Regions from separate parts of the Sus scrofa genome. Here region 1 is linked to region 2. A link is a contact called in public HiChIP or PLAC-seq data. All regions are on one chromosome and are shown on one strand. Each heading gives the region's core, a stretch centred on a gene start, on an enhancer-like site or on the middle of the called end of the contact. The rest is flanking DNA. Distances are from core to core; before and after follow the strand shown. Region 1 has its middle 36 kb from the start of PRELP. Region 2 has its middle 19 kb from the start of FMOD.

Evidence for each region. HiChIP or PLAC-seq counts read pairs in DNA pulled down with a chosen protein or histone mark.
Region 1: an H3K27ac HiChIP or PLAC-seq map of alveolar macrophages shows a contact between it and region 2. The contact joins two enhancer-like sites. A contact is called at or near these places in 17 of 47 Hi-C or Micro-C datasets (adipocytes, blood, embryonic fibroblasts and 11 more) and 2 of 2 datasets of contacts at active chromatin or transcription factors (alveolar macrophages and skeletal muscle).

The regions. Positions count from the first base shown.
Region 1 is chr9:64,153,212-64,156,387 of Sscrofa11.1, reverse strand. No RefSeq gene overlaps it. Among named protein-coding and RNA genes, the nearest start is that of PRELP, 36 kb to the left of the region's middle. Within about 2 kb of position 1,852, at least 56 of the 83 cell types and tissues checked have an H3K27ac peak or open chromatin away from gene starts, as enhancers often do. A contact at or near this core is called in alveolar macrophages, fetal skeletal muscle, liver and 5 more, where this site is marked.
Region 2 is chr9:64,053,001-64,056,393 of Sscrofa11.1, reverse strand. No RefSeq gene overlaps it. Among named protein-coding and RNA genes, the nearest start is that of FMOD, 19 kb to the left of the region's middle. Within about 2 kb of position 2,038, at least 57 of the 83 cell types and tissues checked have an H3K27ac peak or open chromatin away from gene starts, as enhancers often do. A contact at or near this core is called in alveolar macrophages, fetal skeletal muscle, liver and 5 more, where this site is marked.

The DNA.
Region 1 (3,176 bases), core at 603-3,102, 100 kb before region 2:
GGAGAATTTGGGCTGCCCCAGGTCCAGCTGTGTCCAGATGTGTGAAAGAAGCTCAAAGGCTTAGGGCTTTTAAAGACCCGTTTGTGTGTGTCGTCACTGACTAGTCTGGCTGTAGCCCCTGGAGCAGCTCAGGGAGAGGAGGTGGAGGGGAGGGGCCGGGAGGGAGCTTGACCGGCTCTCAAAACAGAGGGAACTGGGCTGGAGGGAGAAGCAGGAGTTTTGCTGGGCCCTGACCTGAAACTCAGAAGTAAAGCCAGGGAGAAAATTGCCCTGAGAGTAAGGGTATGTGGGTAAAGTGCTGCCTCAATTTCCTGGAATTTATCAAGGATTTGGGAATAAATTGTGGTTCTTACACCTATTTGTTCCTCAAACCCAATACCATGCCTAACAGGTTGTGACTGCTCCATAAAAATTGTTAGAGGGAAGAAGGGAAGGAAGGAAGGCTGGTTGGATATGTGATCTCCTTTCAAAATTAATTGGCTACCTAATTAAGACATGACATTGTTCTCACTGAAATCTAATTTCTCCTGGAGGCAAAATTGCTGTAGAAGACCTTAATTTCAGTCCTAAATGTCTACAATTCTGGAGTTCCTTTTGTCTCCTCTGATCCATCCACTCCTCCTTGCTCATAGAATTTGGAGTGATGGGGAGGCCATCTGTCATCCGACAGACCTGCATTCAGATTCCTGCATTCAGACCTCCACCACGTTAGCCATGGAGCCCCAGGCAAGGTACTGAAATTCCTTACAAAAGTGTCAGTCTCCTGTAAAAGATGTCAGTGCCTTGCTGAAATGAGGGTTCAATGAGATGTGTCTAAAAGTCCCGCCCGACACAGCCTCTGACACGTAGGCTCTAGGGATGCTCAGCTCTCCCTTCCTCTGGCCAATAAACTCAATCCTGTTCATAGACTGATCTGACCATTTCTCACACTTTATCTCTTCAAGCTGCTCTCTTGCACTTTCCTCATCTCTGGCCTTGTTTCCTCCTGACACCTTCAGGCTTGGTCGCTGCTCCCGGCCCTGTTTCTCTGTAGCTTCTCTCGCTGGCTCTGCTCGGACTCTTGGTAGGACCTTGGCAGTGAACCTCCAGGAGACTCATGCCTGAGAGATGAGGGGCCCACATGGCATCATCGAGAGGGCTGTCTGCTCAGTGGCTGGTGGAAAGTTAATGCCCCTCTCTTTCCAGCAGCTGCGCACAGCCTCTTATCAGGGAAAAATTAAATTAAAATTTAAGAACTGATGCTCCTACATTCCCTGGCATTCCAGGGCTCTGGTTCAGCCCCAGGGGGTCCCCACACGCCTCTGGCCTTCTGCCTCTCCTCTGCATCCCAGCTTCAGCTGGGCCACCTTCCCCTTTGACTCTGCCCTCCATCCTCGGCCTAGATGGAGATAGTGGGCTCCAGGCTGGCAGAAGCTTTGGCTTCTCCAGGCCTGATCACTTTCACCTTGCCCCACAAAGGTGGGGGGCTCGCACAGAGTGCCCCAGCCCCAATGTGGCCTTTTAGATGGACCTCTGAGAAGCTTGTTTTTCATTAGATTGCAGTGGGAAATGCCCACCAGCAGGGGGTGGGTCTGTGCCTGATTCGGAGGAAGACAACACCTCAGAGCCGTCAGCCTATTCTGAAGAGTGTGCCCAAAAGCCCAGGGGAGTGATCAGTGGTGAGAATGGAGAAAGTGCAGGGGCCATGCCCAAGGCTCACCCCCAAGCAAGGGCCCCCTGAGCCCTCTCCCTCTGGGAGACAAAGCCTCAGGAGGGAATGAGATCAGAGCCTGCTGTCTGTCCACCGTGGGGCACCAGCGCACCGCGAGGAGGGCTGCAGAGGAGCTGCCAGCGTGGCTCTGTCCAGGTTGCGGAGCCAGTGGCTTGGGGAGGAGCTGCTCCAAGCCGCCCTGGCAAGCCCTTCTCACATTCCGGAGCACAGAGGACCCAGAATCCCCAGCTGGGCCCGAGGCATCTGGGCTGGCATCCAGCCCAGACGTTTCCTCCTTTCTGTTCTCTTTTTGCTTCCTGGGGCCAAAGGTTCAGCGGGAGCTTCACCTCTCTTCTCAACAGAGGAGCTGTGCTGGAATCAGGGAGGATAGGGAAAGGGGTGGGTGTCAGCCAGGAGAACTTTCTTTTTTCTTTTCTTTTTTCTTTTTTTTTTTTTTTTTGTCTTTTTGTCTTTTTTAGGGCTACATCCATGGCATATGGAGGTTCCCAGGCTAGGGGTCTATTCAGAGTTATAGCTGCCAGCCTACTTCACAGCCACAGCAACACCAGATCCTAGCCACTTCTGCGACCTAACCACAGCTCACGGCAATGCCAGATCCTTAACCCACTGAGCGAGGCCAGGGATCAAATCCGCAACCTCGTGGTTCCTAGTTGGATTCGTTTCTGCCGTGCCATGATGGGAACTCCCAGGAGAACTTTCCACTTCTTTTAAGATTGTTGGAAAGCCAGATATCTCTAAAATGTGGGGAGCATCCCAAGCGCACAGCACTGGGCCAGCCAGCCCCAGAGATGAGGAGGCCTGGTCTCTGTCCCTGGAGCTGTCTAGTGGGGAGGGGGCTGCTCTGAAGGGTCCTTGACAGCTTCATGGGCTGGACACCTAGAGGAGATCAAAAGAGATGTCACCGGGGTTTCCAAACCATTGTGCTCCACAGGCTGGCCAAGGGTGTGAGCAACGTCTATTCATGGGCTGTGCCTACCACAGTGCCTAGGTCACCGGAGGAGCTCAATAAAGTTTGTTGAATGAATGAATGAATGAAATGAGGTTGTCCAAAAAGGGTTCCTGGGAGTTCCCATCGTGGTGCAGCGGAAACGAATCTGACTAGGAACCCATGAGGTTGTGGGTTCGATCCTGGTCTCACTCAGTGGGTTAAGGATCCAGCATTGCCATGAGCTGCGGTGTAGGTTGCAGACACGGCTTGGATCTGGCGTTGCTGTGGCTCTGGCATAGGCCAGCGGCTACAACTCCTATTGGACCCCTAGCCTGGGCACCTCCATATGCTGCTGGTGTGGCCCTAAAAGGACAAAAGACAAAACAAACAAACAAACAAACAAACAAAAAACCGGAAAGGGCTCCTGGAGAAAAGGGAATCTGAACAGGGCCTTGGAGAATGGGCAGGATTTGACCAGGTCTAGTTTATCCTAGGCAGCTGGAAGCCTTGTCAAGGAAGGCAGGAAAGGGGACTGGC
Region 2 (3,393 bases), core at 789-3,288:
AGGCCCCTCCATCTGTCCATGAAAAAAAGGTGAATGTTAAATTCTATTAAAATGAGTAGTTCCCATCGTGGCTCAGTGGAAACAAATCTGACTAGCATCCATGAGGATGCTGTTTCGATCCCTGGCCTTGCTCAGTGCATTAAAGTATCTGGCGTTGCCATGAGCTGTGGTGTAGGTTGCAGACATGGCTCGGATACCACATCACTGTGGCTGTGGTGGCTCGGATTCCATGTTGCTGTGGCTGTGGTGTGGGCCAGCAGCTACAGCTACGATTCGACCCCTAGCCTGGGAACCTCCATATGCCACGTGTGCAGCCCTAAAAATACAAAACAAAACAAAATGAAAAATCCTATTAAAACTGGATTATTGTAAATTCTCAGAGGGTGCTGTTCTAAAATTTTTAAGAGAGAGGATTTTTGAAGAAAAATCTTTGAGGAAAAAAGGAATCCTATCCTTCCAATTGATCTCTCTCAGTAAAATCTATGGGCTAGAAGCAGTACCCACACGAAGGCTGGAGGCTAAGTTTTTTTTTTTTTTTTTTTTAATTTTATTGGAGTATAGTTGATTTACAATGTTGTGTTAGTTTCAGGTGTACAGTAAAGTGAATCAGTTGTACATACTATATATCCATTCTTTTTTGGATTCTTTTCCCATAGAAGGAAGTACTATTTATTTATTTATTTACTTATATACCATGGGGAAGTTACCAGACAGGGGTGGAACCTGCACCACAGCAGTGACCCAAGCCACAGAAGTGACAATGCCAAATCCTTAGCCACTAAGCCACCAGGGAACTCCTGAGGCTATGTAAATTTTTATCTTAAATTGGTTTACTTATAATAATTTTTAATGTCCCTAGAATCTAGTTGCTATCCCTAGCACCTAAACCCAAAACGGAGGGCTGAGATTAAATGTGGGAAAGGGATAGTGATTCCTTTATGATTAATAGCTAAAATAATATCATTTATTAGGCATTCTGTGCCAGGCATTTTGTCATAATAATGCTAGGAGGTGGAGGCTATTATCATTAGCATTTTTCATAGGTAGAAACTGACATTCAGGAAGCTTAAGTATCTGCTCAAGGTCTTATAGCCAGAAAGTGGCAGAGGTAGAATGGTACCCTATTCATCTTCTCTAGAGTCCTAATGTTGATACTACTATGGATTTTTTTTTTTGAATCTGTATGTTTTTTTGTGTGTGCATTGAGGTGGGGGACCAAGGTTATTCAAAATACTTTCTTTTACATAGCTCACAATCTATGCCCTTCGAAATGCATACTAAGTCCAGGAAGCTGGTGCTAATTGGTCCAGCGTAATAAAACTTGATTTGGTTTTGGAGAGTGGGTGACACGGCCACAGGAGGGCGTGAGCACACACAGATATATAGGAAGAAAATGAAGAGGGCCAAATAACGAACTTAGGAACATAATTGTTCAAACTCAGAACCTCTGGAATTGCTCAAGAACGACTGCACCAACCCTGCAATCAGACTGTGAGGGGAGCCACAGAAATAGGGGAAAGACTTAAGTTTTAGGGACCCGAAATAACTGGCAGCAGGGGGCAGTCGAGAGGGTCTCCCAGCACAGTGGCCGCTGTGCCTCAGCCCCTCCCGCGCCTGCTCCTCCCATTGGAAAGGCCAGCTTATCCCCGGCCAGGGGAGGGGAGCACCTCCGCTAGGAAACCACCTAGCACCGCCCCCACGCCCCGCCCCGCCCCCTTAAACTCCTCTCTGCCAAATCTCGAGCTGCAGAGAGGGCTTTGATTGGCCCACGCTGCACCGCCAGCCAGCCAATCAGCAGCTTGTTGCTGAGGTTGGGTTTCCCAGAGGGGGGAGGAGGCTAAAGCTTCTGCCCCAAACCTGTTGCCAAACTGGGAAAACAGACTCGCGATCGTGTTTGGTTGCTTGCAGCTCTGTAGGGATTGAGGGACGGGGGCTCCTCCCCTCAGCCCACATCCGGGAGAGAGGGAGCCAGACACCTGCCTGCCCTCACTCCCGCAGCCGCCCCGGGGCCCCACCCTGGCTGGGTACGTCTGAGTCCCGGCAGCCCACGCCGAACCGCCTCGGTTGAAAAGTGACGCCGTTGCCCGTCAGATGTTTTGAGGATGGGAAAACTGCCTTGCTGGAAGGTGCAAAAAAAAAAAAAAAAGCCCACCTCACACGTAGAGACCGACCAGACTGAGAAGTGAAGACAGGCTAATAGAGGTGCTGAATTGCAGTGTGTGCGTCACAAGTGACCAAGTGACCACCTCATAGCGCGTGACCGTGTGGCCTGGGAGGGGCTAATGAGAGTGAGGGGAGCCCCAGGATGCAGAAGAGTCAAATCTCAGGTCCTCTAACCATTTGAATTGGTCATCTCATCAGTAAAACAGTTTGCGCCCAAACTGCCACAAAGCTTTGGTCTGGACCAGAGGGTCGTCAGGGCCTGAGGACCTGGAGCTGTTGGCAGCTCAGCATAGTGAAGGTGGAAGAGGGGTGCAGGTAGCACAGGAGGGGTACCTGAACAGGACCACGATTTACGAACAGCAAAGACCACATTTCCAACCATGACTCATTACAAGTGGGGGAAAGGGTAGGCAAATCTACACCCTTGCCAAATTCCCCTTTGGCTTCTAACGCATTTCCCAAATTTCCTGTTTCTCTCAGTTTCCATTGTGTAGCCTCCTAATCTGGTAATGGTAATGACAGTAATATTTAATAACATTATTGTGTGCTTACTGAGAGCCATTCTTCTAAGTGCTTCACGTGTATCGATTAATCCCCTCAACAATACTGAGAGGGAAAATTTTTTTGGGGGGGGCACACCTGTGGCATATGGAAGTTCCCAGGCTAGGGATGGCATCAGAGCTGAAGTTGCTGGCCACAGCCACAGCCACAGATTGCCAGATCCGATCCGCATCTGCAACCTACACCATACCTCCTGGCAATGCCGCAATCCTTAACCCACTGAAGGGGGTCGGGGATCGAACCTGTGGCCTCATAGATACTAGCTGGGTTTGTTACCATTGCGCCCCAAGGGGCACTCTGCTAACAACTTTTTATCCTCATCTTAAAGATGAGAAAACTGAGGCATTGAGAAGTTAAATCACATCCCTGTGGTCACAGAGCTAGTACATGGCAGAGCTGAATTCAGATTGAACCTAGGTAGTATGTTTCTACCTAGGGACCCTCTCTGACCTTGGTCTTCAAGATGTAGCTTCCCGGCAATACTGTCAGAGAAAAAGTCTATACTGGGTGGCCTTTGGAAGCAGCATGTGCCCGCAAGGGCAGGACCTCCAATTAATTGCTTTCTCTGTATTTCCACAGACTCACGTATGTCTCACCTTGAAAAGTGAAACTAGATAAAATGGTCAGTTTTATTTTATAGGAGTTTTACCAAAGAAAGAAAGAAAGAAG